2 separate regions of the Callithrix jacchus genome follow, and region 2 is linked to region 1. A link is a contact called in public Hi-C data. All regions are on one chromosome and are shown on one strand. The core of a region is the stretch at or near the end of the contact, and the rest is flanking DNA. Distances in the headings are between cores, read along the strand shown. Region 1 holds the start of OPTN (optineurin). Region 2 holds the start of PHYH (phytanoyl-CoA 2-hydroxylase).

Evidence for each region. Hi-C and Micro-C count contacts between places; a contact is called where the count stands out from the background.
Region 2: a Hi-C map of skeletal muscle shows a contact between it and region 1, with 4 times the contacts expected there. The contact joins the promoter of PHYH here to the promoter of OPTN in region 1. A contact is called at or near these places in 2 of 3 Hi-C or Micro-C datasets (both in skeletal muscle).

What each region holds. Positions count from the first base shown.
Region 1 is chr7:14,177,802-14,183,682 of calJac240_pri, forward strand. OPTN (optineurin) reads left to right here and starts at 2,497. Exons shown (of 14, transcript XM_008999943.5): 1 at 2,497-2,674. CCDC3 (coiled-coil domain containing 3) reads right to left here. Exons shown (of 11, transcript XM_078329480.1): 6 at 3,464-3,611.
Region 2 is chr7:14,329,022-14,334,902 of calJac240_pri, forward strand. It overlaps PHYH (phytanoyl-CoA 2-hydroxylase), which reads right to left and starts at 3,327. Exons shown (of 9, transcript XM_054258464.2): 1 at 3,234-3,327; 2 at 1,634-1,691. The coding sequence starts at 3,309.

The DNA of each region.
Region 1 (5,881 bases), core at 1,247-3,746:
GTAATCCCAGCACTTTGGGAGGCCGAGGTGGGTGAATCACCTGAGGTCAGGAGTTCAAGACCAGCCCAGTCAACATGGCAAAACCTCATCTCTGTTAAAAATACAAAAATTAGTTGGATGTGGTGGTACACACCTGTAATCCAGCCACTCCGGAGTCTGAGGCAGGAGAATCACTTGAATCCAGGAGGTGGAGGTTGCAGCGAGCTGAGATTACGCCAGTGTACTCCAGCCTGGGTGACAGAGCAAGACTCCATCTCAAAAAATAAAATATAACAACATAATAAAATAAACCTTTGGGGCAACCTCTGCTTCAGAGTCCAGAATTTGGGGGATTTTCAAAAGGCTGTTCAATGCATGGGATTTATATCACATAACATCCTGACAGGGTCTGATGCAGTTCTCCTATCAACTATCAATTTTCTTCAATGAAACAAGTTTAAAAATCACACCAATGGATCTAAACAAAGACTGTAAATAGCTTTCCATCAGCTGGGTCAGGTCAGAAAAGAGGTTTGGTCCTTAGAACTTTCTGGATTTGAGAGTGTACTAAACTCCCCATTTTACAGATAAAGGGAATGAGGAAGGGTAAGATGAAGTAACTTGGCCAAGGTCCTATTGCTAAGAAGTTGGGGGGTGGGCGCGCGGTGCTTCAAGCCCCCTCCTCCCCCACACTGAGAGCAAGGGATCAGGAGAAAATGACTTTGACTGCTTTGTCTACCAGAAACTCACCTCAAGCCTCCCACACCAAAGCCATGGGCAGCTTGTGCGTGACCTTCTTCCCATGGCTCAGAGCTTTGCTGATGCTCATTTTAATTCACTTTGATAGGTTTGTTTTGTTTTCATTTTTGATTTTGTTTGAGACAAAGTCTCCCTCTCACCCAAGCTGGAGTGCAGTCACCTGATCATAGCTCATGGTAGCCTCTCCCTTCTGGGCTCAAGCGATCTTCCTGCCTTGGTCCCCCACAAAGTGCTGGGATGACAGGTGTGAGCCACCGCGCCCTAACTATAGGGTTTTAAATAACAGAAGGAGCCTAGTAAAGTGTGACTTACCCCAGGCGCCCCTTACAGACCTCTGAGGGTCCATCCTCCATCGATCCCGGGAAACAACTGTGACATCGTCTTTTCTGCCTGGATCATCCCAGTAGTTAAACATAAAGTAGAGAATGTCATTCCATTTCTCTCTATATATATTTTTCCAAGCCCTTTTCATGAATATCAGTTCTTTCCTGCACTGATTTTTAAAAAAATTTTTTAAATTGTCTATTTCTCCCCACTTCCACCCCAAGGCTGACTCCTCATAAAGCAGCCTCTAGCCTCATCTGCCCCTCCTACATTACACCAACTCGAGGGCTCGGAATTGGGTCTGCGGGCAGTTGCTGATTTGCCTGCCTTCCCTTCCCAGCTCTTGGGGTTAGCCTCTCGGGCAGGGTTGAAGTTCAGGCCTGGCCAGGCAGCAGGAGGTGCAGACAGCGAAGCGGAATCCTTTGGAGATACCAGGAGAGGGCGCATCCGCATTTTCCTGTTTCAGATCAGGATTTTTTTTTCCCCTCTCTCTCCCTGTCCTTTGCGTTTCCTTCTAACCAGTGAGCAGCGTGGATGCGCAACCACGTGCTCTCATTCTCACGGAATCGGGTGGCGCCGGCACCTCCTTTCGTAAATCTAGTTCTTCCCGGCTTTCATGCCCTTCTTGGCCTCACGTACAAACCTGCCCCCAGGCTTCTCCCAGGCTACCTGGCCTCGCACTCATTTCTGTTTATTCCTTCTGCAGGAGGGTCCCGGGGCGGGCAGCACCGCCTGAACCAGGCCTTGACCTCGCGATCTGACGCAGCGCCTGTCCGTGACTGCGTCCCTGGGGCGCTGCCCAGGTGCTCGGGATGCACATAGGACGGCTCTCCCTCCTACCTTGTCATCCAACTGTCTAATCCGGGGGCATCTTCCCTCCTCCACGACAGGGAGGCTGCTTCCCAGATGCGATCCCCGCGCACCCGTGAATCCCGGCGCCGGGCACCTGGAGCGCCGTGAGGTTAGCGGAGCCTGTTCTTCGGCAACAAGAGCTCAAGAAACATCCTACAAGCTTTTTGCTTTTTTAGTCTATTTTAAAGCAAAAACGAGTGGAAAGCTATATGTGCTCAGTTAACTATGTCTGGATGTAAGCCTTTTTCAGAAAAGCACAAAGATGGAGGCCTCCCTCCGAGGATGCCTGGGATCCTCCTCTTTCCAGGGGCCGCAGCGACCCCCCTGCGGCTCTGGCTTCCACTAAGGGATCCGCGGGGAAGACCAGCTCCACACACTGCATTTGATTGATGATTTATTTTTATTAACGCCGTCACAGCAGCGCCTTAGCGTAGTCCCTGTTCTCACCGGTCCTAGCGTCGACCCCGCAGTAACCGCGAGGGTGGGAAGCTGGGGGCGGATGCAGGGAAAAGGGGGCGGGGCCCCTGTGGGCGGGGCCCGGGAAATTCCCCGGAGCTGGAGGGGAGCGGCGCGCGGTCAGCTGAGTGGCTCTGGGCGGGGTCGCGAGGCCGCACGTCAGCCCCAGGCTCCCCGAGCCCCGCTGTCCCCGCCGCCCCGCAGCAGGTGCCCTGGTCATCATCACAACCCGGTCCGGAGCCCTCTCCCGGCGGCACGATGCCGAGGAAACAGTGACCCTGAGCGAGGCCGAGCCGGGTGGCAGGTGAGCCGGGGCAGGGGGTAGCAGGGGTGGGCGAGGCGGCGGCGGCTCCTTCCCGGCGGGCACTACTCCGGCCAGAAAACGGTTCCCGCTGCCCTGCCCCGCGGCCCGGAGTCTGTCGGGGTGAGGGTGGCGAGAGGTGGGGCGGCCCTCCCGCGGGACAGCTGCCCTGGGAGGGTTCCCAGGCCCCAGCAGGTCCTGACCTGGTGGGAAAGGATGGGTAGTTAACAGAGGATGGGCCCGGGAAGGGTCCAGGGCCGGGCTGGCGACTGCAGGTGACTCCTCTGCAGGTCATCCAGAGGCTTGGAGGTGACGTCCTCCCGCAGGCTGGGAAGGATTCCGCAGCCGGTTCCTCGCCATAAAGAGGAGGTGGTTACAGACACACCTATGGGAGACGTGGGACCACACTACTCGAGCTGAATGAGGTGCCCAGGGTTGGTACCACAGAGTGATCCCTCTCCAAGGGGGTGGGAATCCACACAGACCGCTGTGTCTAGGGCAGTGTGTACACTATAGAGAGAGGATATTTGATGAGGCCGAGAACCCCAAAGGAATTGTTTTTGCCATCAAAATGTGTTAGGTACAGGCAGTAAACATCACTCAAAGAAAATGAAACCCGGGTTCAGGCCTGGCCTCTATCACCAGGAAAACTACTGTATGGAAATGTACGCCACGGAACTGTTTGTAAGAATGAAAATGGAAAATGAAAGCATAGAAAGTAAGGCAGTGTAAGAACATCAGAAGCCTTTGGATCTGTTAACAAGGTGTAAGAGTGTGAACAGAAGAACCCACCTTGCTCTTTTGACCCAGGGAGAGAGGAGTTAGTGGGCCAAGCAGCCTCTCAGGACAGGCCCAGTTTTGAGGAACGCTGGAGAGATCCCAGGGCAGACGGCAAGGCCAGGGATTGCCCTGGGGTGGACAAGGCAAGTTTAAAGGTGACCTGTAGAGAGAGGACAGTGATTGATTTAAGTCCTGGCATAATCGATCTGTTTTTCCACTGGGTCAGTTTTAGGAGTTCTTTATATATTATGTACAACACTATAAAATAGCAGCTTCTTTTTAATAAACTAACCTTTAGGTTGCATATTATGCTGGGAATATAACTAACTTTCCTCCCCAAGAAACCAAACTTTATTCTCGAAGGCAACTGGATACAGTATTGTGTCCTGCCAAAACCCTGCTCTAAGTTAGGTAGAGATGCACACATATTCTAGCCGTGAACTACACTTCTGTTTTATAGAAATTTGGCATATTTCATATATATTCTTTGGAATTTATGAAATAGAAAATCCAAAGGAAAAGGAAAAAAAAAAACTCTTTTTTAAAAATATTGGCCGGGCACAGTGGCTCATGCCTGTAATCCCAGCACTTTGGGAGTCCGAGGCAAGTGGATCATGAGGTCAGGAGATCAAGACCATCCTGGTCAACATGGTGAAACCTGTCTCTACTGAAATACAAAAAATTAGCCAGGCATGGTGGTGCACATGCCAGCTATACCCAGGAGGCTGAGGCAGGAGAATCCCCTGAACCCAGGAGGTGGAGTTTGCAGCGAGCCGAGATCATGCCATTGTACTCCAGCCTGGGTGACAGAGTGAGACACCATCTCAAAAAAGAACATATTTCATTTAGAAAGAAAAAATTATTTTAAAAGTTTTCATTGTTTCCACTTTGACACATGTATGAGGATTATTAGAATCTGTCTTGTGAAGTAATACCCAGATGGCTTCGTAGTGACAGAAAAAAAAAGCACTTCTAAGTTTTCAAATAAGTTAGAAAATTGGATTTCGAGACTCTGGAAGTGAATGCCGTGGAACTGTAGAGAAACTCCTAACAATACTAGCATGCTGAGTTAGTCACCTGCACAGCAGAAAGCATTTTCCAGGTGCTAGACTTAAGAATACCTCATTATGCTATATTTTCATTTCATCTCAACAAATGCAAGCCTGCTGTGTGCCATTCTCTGGTAAGAATAAAGGAGAGAGAAAACAGATGGGTAGAAGATGATAGCAGTAATTTCAGAATGGGCAGAGGAGGTGGAAATGCAGTGTTCTTGGGTGCTCGGAGGAGGGAACGGTTCGTATGACACAGGACGTCATAGTTAATCTGGACATTGATCTGTCCAGTGAAAGTTTGCCAGGACACAAGGGGAGCCAGACAGAGGGCAGAGGGCAGAAGAGAGGCAAGAACGCAGGGAACTGTGAGCTCTTTAAAGTGCCTTGGCTCCGAGTAGTTTGGTGGCAGAAGGTGACTCTGGTGGGTCAGTTGGGTCGGGCCCTGAAAAGCCATGATTGTCTTGCTAAGAAGCTGAAAGTCTGTCTTGTATGGGAAGGATGGACTCAGGGAAATTACCTCGTATTGCACAAGAAACCATGAGGGCAAGAAGACTGAAATTGACAGGGCTGAAAGCTAGTTATTTAGGAAGCTATTAAAATGTATTCAACAGATATTTACTGAGCCCTCCCTTCTATGTGGCAAGTAATGTTCTCAGTCCTGGGGATACAGCAGCGGACAAAATAGACAGAACCCCTGTCCTCTATGGAGGTCAACAGTGGCTGTGGATCTAATTGAGACCGATGCCTTTCCCTCATTGGAAATAGGGTCACAAGGTCAGGAGTTTGAAACCAGCCTGGCCAACATGGTGAAACCTCGTCTTCACCAAAAATACAAAAATTAGCCAGGCATGGTGGCATGTGCCTGTAATCCCAGCTACTTGGGAGGCTGAGGCAGGAGAATTGCTTGATCCTGGAAGGTGGAGGTTGCATTGAGCTGAGACTCTAGCCTGGGCAACAGAGCAAGACTCTGTCTCCAAAAAAAAAAGAGAAAGAAAGAAATGGGATCCTCACCTCCAAGTTCTTTCTTCATCCCTTTTGTGCATCAGTGGCTTTCTATACTCTACATGATGTACATAGTGTACATCGTTGCTTAATACCTATCTGTTGGGTAGATGGGTTTAAGATTATTTTCTAAGGGCCAGGTGCAGTGGCTCACACCTGTAATCCCAGCACTTTGGGAAGCCAAGGCACACAGATCACCTGAGGTCAGGAGTTCAGAACCAGCCTGGCTAACATGGTGAAACCCAGGCTCTACTAAAAATACAAAAATTGGCCGGGCATGGTAGCTCACGCCTGTAGTCCCAGCTACTCAGGAGGCTGAGGCAGGAGAATCGCTTGAACCTGGGAGGTGGAGGTTGCAGTGAGCTGAGATCACGCC
Region 2 (5,881 bases), core at 2,077-4,576, 150 kb after region 1:
TGTTGACCAGGATGGTCTCTATCTCTTGACCTCGTGATCCACCCGCCTCGGCCTCCCAAAGTGCTGGGATTACAGGCGTGAGCCACCGCGCCCAGCCCACCAAAGCAATTTTTAACAGTGCTTGCCTTCAGTAAGGGAATTAAGAATGATTTTTTTTTAACTCCTTCTATTTCTCTGATGTTTCTGTAATGAATGAATACATATGACTTTTCACATGGAAGACAAATTCAATAAATTTTATATTTTTAACTGTCCAGTTGATTCACTCCAAAAAGTAACAAAATCCAAATAAATGTACTCAAATCCACCCAACCTATTCCTTAAGATTAGAATTATCGCTATTGAGAATATTTAGGAAGGTCAAGATCTCCCCTTTAAATCATCCTTTAAAGATGATTTAAGATAAGCCAAATATGCTAGCTAATATCCATATAACCAAATTATAAGCTAATTTTTTTTTTTTTTGAGATGGAGTCTGGCTCTGTCACCTAGGCTGGAGTGCAGTGGCATGATCTCAGCTCACTATAACCTCGACCTTCCAGGTTCAAGTGATTCTTCCATTTCTGCCTCCTGAGTAACTGAGATTACAGGCGCACACCACCTCGCCCAGCTACTTTTTGTATTTTTGAAGAAATGGGGTTTTGCGATGTTGACCAGGCTGGTCTCAAACTCCTGACCTCAAGTGATCTGCCTGGCTCGGCCTCCCAAAGTGCTGGGATTACAGGCATGAGCCACAGCACCCAGCCACAAGTTAATTTAAGTGTGATACATAATAACTGAATTTTTAAAAGTCAGATTATAAGGCTGGGCGTGATGGCTCACACCTGTGATCCTAGCAGTTTGGGCAGCCAAGGTAGGAGGATTGCTTTTTAGCCCAGGAGTTCTTTTTTTTTTTTTAAAGACGGGGTTTCACCATGTTGGTCAGGCTAGTCTTGAACTCCCGACCTCAGGTGATCCGCCTGCCTTGGCCTCCAAAGTGCTTGGATTACAGGCATGAGCCACTACGCCCAGCTCAGGAGTTCTTGACCAGCCTGGGCAACATAGGAAGGGCCCACCTCTATTTAAATAAATAAATAGATGTTGGATTATGTATTTTCTGGTATTTTTCCTTCTTAAAATACATATAGAGAATCAGTCTTCAAAATTTTCCACAACTGTACTAATTAGAATGAGTCCTGGAAACAGAGGATTTATATAATCAAATTCTAGGGCCGGGCGTGGTGGCTCACACCTGTAATCCCAGCACTTTGGGAGGCCGAGACAGGTGGATCACCTGAGGTCGGGAGTTTGAGACAAGCCTGACCAACATGGAGAAACCCTGTCTCTACTAAAAATATAAAATTAGCCAGGCATGGTGGCCATGCCTCTAATCCCAGCTATTAGGGCGGCTGAGGCAGGAGAATCGCTTGAAACCAGGAGGCAGAGGTTGTGATGAGCCAAGGTGTGCCATTGCACTCTAGCCTGGGCAACCAGAGCGAAACTCCATCTCAAAAAAATAATAATAATAAAATAAAAAACAAAAAAAATTAAAAAAATAAAATTCTAAGCAGGCAACATATTATATAGTATATCTTCATTACCACTCAAGAAGCTTTTACATACACATTTCAAAATTAAAAGTCAACCTACTTACTGGAATTGTTGAGGATGGAAACTGGCAGAGGAAACAGTCCCTGAAGTGGGATGACCTACCTAGGATGTGAATTAAGGCAAGTAAAGTAAAACGCAGAAGGCCAGGCGCGGTGGGTCACGCCTGTAATCCTAGCAGTTTTGGAGACCCGGGTGAGTGGATCACTTGCGCTCAAGAGTTGAAGACCAGCCTGGCCAAAATAGTGAAACCCTGTCTCTACTAAAAATACAGATTAGGTCAGGTGCGGTGGCTCAAGCTGGTAATACCAGCATTTGGGGAGGCCGAGGTGGGTGGATCACCTGAGGTCAGGAGTTTGAGGCCAGCCTGACCAACATAGTGAAACCCCGTCTCTCCTAAAAATAAAAACATTAGGCCTGGTAGCGTATGTCGGTAGACCCAGCTACTCAGGAGGCTAAGATAGGAGAACTGCTTGAACCAGAGAGGCAGAGGTTGCAGTGAGCCAATTGCGACACTGCACTCCAGCCGGGGAGACAGGGAGAGACTCCATCTCAGAAAATAAGTAAATAAAACAAATTACACTCAGGAGGCTGAGGCAGGGGAGGCGGAGGTTGCAGTGAGCAGAGATTGCAGTGAGCCTGGAGATAGAGCAAGACTCCATCTCAAAAAACAAAAAAAATAATAATAGCAATGAGCCAGGCGTCGTGGAGCCACCCTGCAGTCCCAGCTCCTTGGGAGGCTGAGGTGGGAAGATCGCTTGAGCCCAGGATTGAGCAGAGATCCCACCACCACTGCACTCCAGCCTGGGTGACAGTGAGATCCTGTTTCAAAAACACAAAAAAACAAAAAAGCAAAACCCTAGAAATTCCTTTTAAAGATCTCTTTTCTATCCAGTAACTGCAGATTGTTGACAGGATCGCCTTGTTTCTTTAGCTTAATCCGTTACTTTTGGAATGTCACTCTCATCGAGCAACATGGAACCCTTTGGTTCTGTCTGTTTCTCTCTGTTTCGGAGTGCACTGGCCACCACGGCTCACTGTAACCTTGAACTCCTGGCCTTGGCCGGCCTGACGAAGCGCCGGGACTACAGGCGTGGCACGTGCCCCCGCGCGGGACCTCAAACCCTTAATAGTGTTTTTATATAACTCGGTGACAAGGCCATAGTCCAGGAGGGAGGTAAGGGAACGCAACCCGGGAGGCCGACAGCTCCTGCCTGGAGGGCCCCGTCCCGCCGGCCCCGGCTCCCTCCCGGCAGCCCTGCGCGCCTCTGCACCGTGAGCCTGGACATCGCTGGGTCTCCGGGCAGCGGCGAGGGTCACGCGCGGCCGAGCCCACAAGGTCTCAGGCAGCTGAAACGACCTTCCTACCGCTCGGTCTCCACAAAGCGAGGAGCAGAGGCCCCCAGGAATCCGGAGGGCAGCGCGACGCGGCACCAGCCCCGAGCCCACGGCGGCCGCGCGTGTCCTCCTAGGACCCAGCCTCCTCCCCGCTCTTCCCGGAGCCGGGACCCAAGCGGGGACCCGGCGTTGAGGAGGCCCCGGGGCCGGGATGCCTACTCCCCGGTGGCTTTCCTCCACCCGGGCCGGGGCCACCACGCAGGCGCCGGAGCCAAGTCCAGCCCGAGCCCCGCGCAGCGCAAAGGATTCGATGTTCAGGGCCGAGGGGCTACCGAGGTGGCCCAGCACGATCCGCAGGCGGGAGGCGGCGCGGGACTGCTCCATGACGGCGGCGCAGGGACCCGTCAGCCCGGCCTTTGCCCGATTTAGCTCCGCGGGTGGCTCCGCCTCCAGGCGCGGCCCGGGCAGGACGCGGGCGGGATTCGGGGCGGGGTCTGGCGGGCAGCGCTGCGGGGACACCCTCTGCCGCCAGGGTCTGCGCGCTGGGCAACCTCGCGGGGCACTATGATCCTTCCTTCCTTTCTTTTCTTTCTTCGTATTCTAAAAGAGACAAGGACTTGCTCTGTTGCCCAGGTTGGAGTGCTGTGCGCCATCGTAGCGCACAGCAGCCTTGAACTCTTGGGCTAATTTTTTATTTTTTGTAGAGATGGGGTCTCGCTATGTTGCCCAGGTGGCTGTCAGACTCCTCCCCGCCTCCCGCCTCGACCTCCCAAAGTGCTGGGACTACAGGCGTGAGTCATTGCCCCTGCCCCGCACCCTGTTACTATTCTATCACCAGCTCCTCCGCACTGAGGCTCGGGGCCCAGTGACCAGCCCAAGGGCATCCAGTAGCAAGTGGCTGGGCGGGTACCTCGGCCCACACTCCTAACGTTACGGCTTGCATCTATATCAACCCAAGTAACTGCTCCTTCCACTGACAGCTGAAAGAATAAAAACTCCTATTTAAACAAAAAGCTTTTTAGCCAGGTGCGAGATCGCCTGAGGTCAGAAGATAGGGCCCATCCAGGCCAACATGGTGAAACCCGTCTCTACTAAAAATTTATAAATCAGCTGGGTGTGGTGGCGCGTGCCTGTAATCCCAGGTACTCGGGAGGCTGAGGAAGGATAATTGCTTGAACCAGGGAGTCAGAGGTTGCAGTGAGCCGAGATCTCACCACTGCACTCCAGCCTGGCGAAAGAGCAAGATTCTGTCTCAATAAAATAAAAATAAAAATAAAAATGTTGAGATTCATCTCTAAAAGACATATGTGCCATTCAAAAGGGGTATTTCATTTAGTGGGATTCCAACCCAAAATATTAGAATAAGTTTGGTCATTTAAAAAAATGAATGAAGTAATTGTCTGATGCACAAAGGCCAGTATGGTGTAAATTTCTTATAGAACTTGCAGAGCACTTTGTAACATTTCTTTTCTATTCCATAACTACAGATATTGACATGGCATCTCACTGTCTCTTTACTCTTGATTTTTTTCATTGCTTTTTTTTTTTTTTTTTTTTTTTTAGCTTCAAGAGTTACTTCCAGAACGTCGCAGCACATGTTATCACTTCTTGCATGACGTCTTTATATAATTTGGTGATAATGTCGCAGTCCAGGAGAAAGGCTGGCAGCCAGCATCCCCAGCTCCTTGCAGTTTGCGCAGGCGGGGAGAACGCTGGCCGCCCTAGGGGTCCCTCCCGCATTCTCCAGGATTTCGCCCGCCCCAGGGTCTCAGGCTAACTGAAGGCCCCGGGATCCCCCAGGAGTTCCCGACCTCATCTGCCCTACTTGGGCATCCCGCGCGGGAAGGTGACCCTGCAGGAGTGGCCAGGGGTTCTCAAGGACTCTGATGTCTGTCACGGTTTGAACCATAGCCCCGCGCCTGGGGCGGGTGCAGGTGGAAGGTCCGCCTCTTTCTGCCCCTGGGAACGCCCCTCCGCGCGTGAGTAACGGCGAGGCGGCGTCTTCTTACTGCCCTCGCCTGGTGAGATGCGGGCACTGCTGCCAGGAGAAAAAAAACTGAAGATGTGAATTCAGTTCATCACCCTTATTTATTAAAAGATCGGGAACTTGACCCGCGCTGACAGTGATTGGGTTTCCTGACCAGTAAAGACATTCAAATGAAACGAAGCTACGTACACCTGTGTTTTTACTGTACCTTTAAAATGCCATTATTTCACAACTATGTGAAAATCCCTGACATCTCTCCTGCACGGCATTTATACAAGGATGTATTTAAGTTGATACCTTTTTTTGTATTGTTTTTGAGACAGAGTCTGACTCTGTTGCCCAGGCTGGAGTGCAGTGGCGCGATCTCGGCTCACTGCACTCCCAGGTTCAAGCGAGTCTCCAGCCTCAGCCTACTGAGTACCTAGGATTAAAGGCGCGCCACCACACTTGGCTAATTTGTTGTATTTTTATTAGAGACGAGGTTTCACCATTTTGGCTAGGCTTGTCTCCAACTCATGACCTCAAGTGACCCGCCCTTCTCGGCCTCCCAAATTGCTGGGATTACAGGCGTGAGCCACCACACCCAGCCCAAATTGATGCTTTTTACCGAGAGATGAAGGGAATCCTTGAATGCAATTATTATCTGCCTTTTTAAAATTAGAGGGATGCTGGGTTAACATTTTTCATTTAAGATCACGGAGAATTAAAACAATAATTTATCCGTAGGTAAAGTTTTCTTTCAAATAGCAATTTGGATTATTGGAAAATTCCCTAAGTAGGCATCTTTAATACTTGTGTTATTAAAATAAAAGTATTTTAGAACAATTGAAGCAGATCATGGATGGAATGTAAACATTATCGCAAGAATGAAATTTTCTTTCCCCTTTGGTATTAGGTATTTATTCATTTCTTATTAGAGTTGGCCTTTTGAAGATTACTTCAAAATTAGCTTTTCCCCTGTCTTCAAGC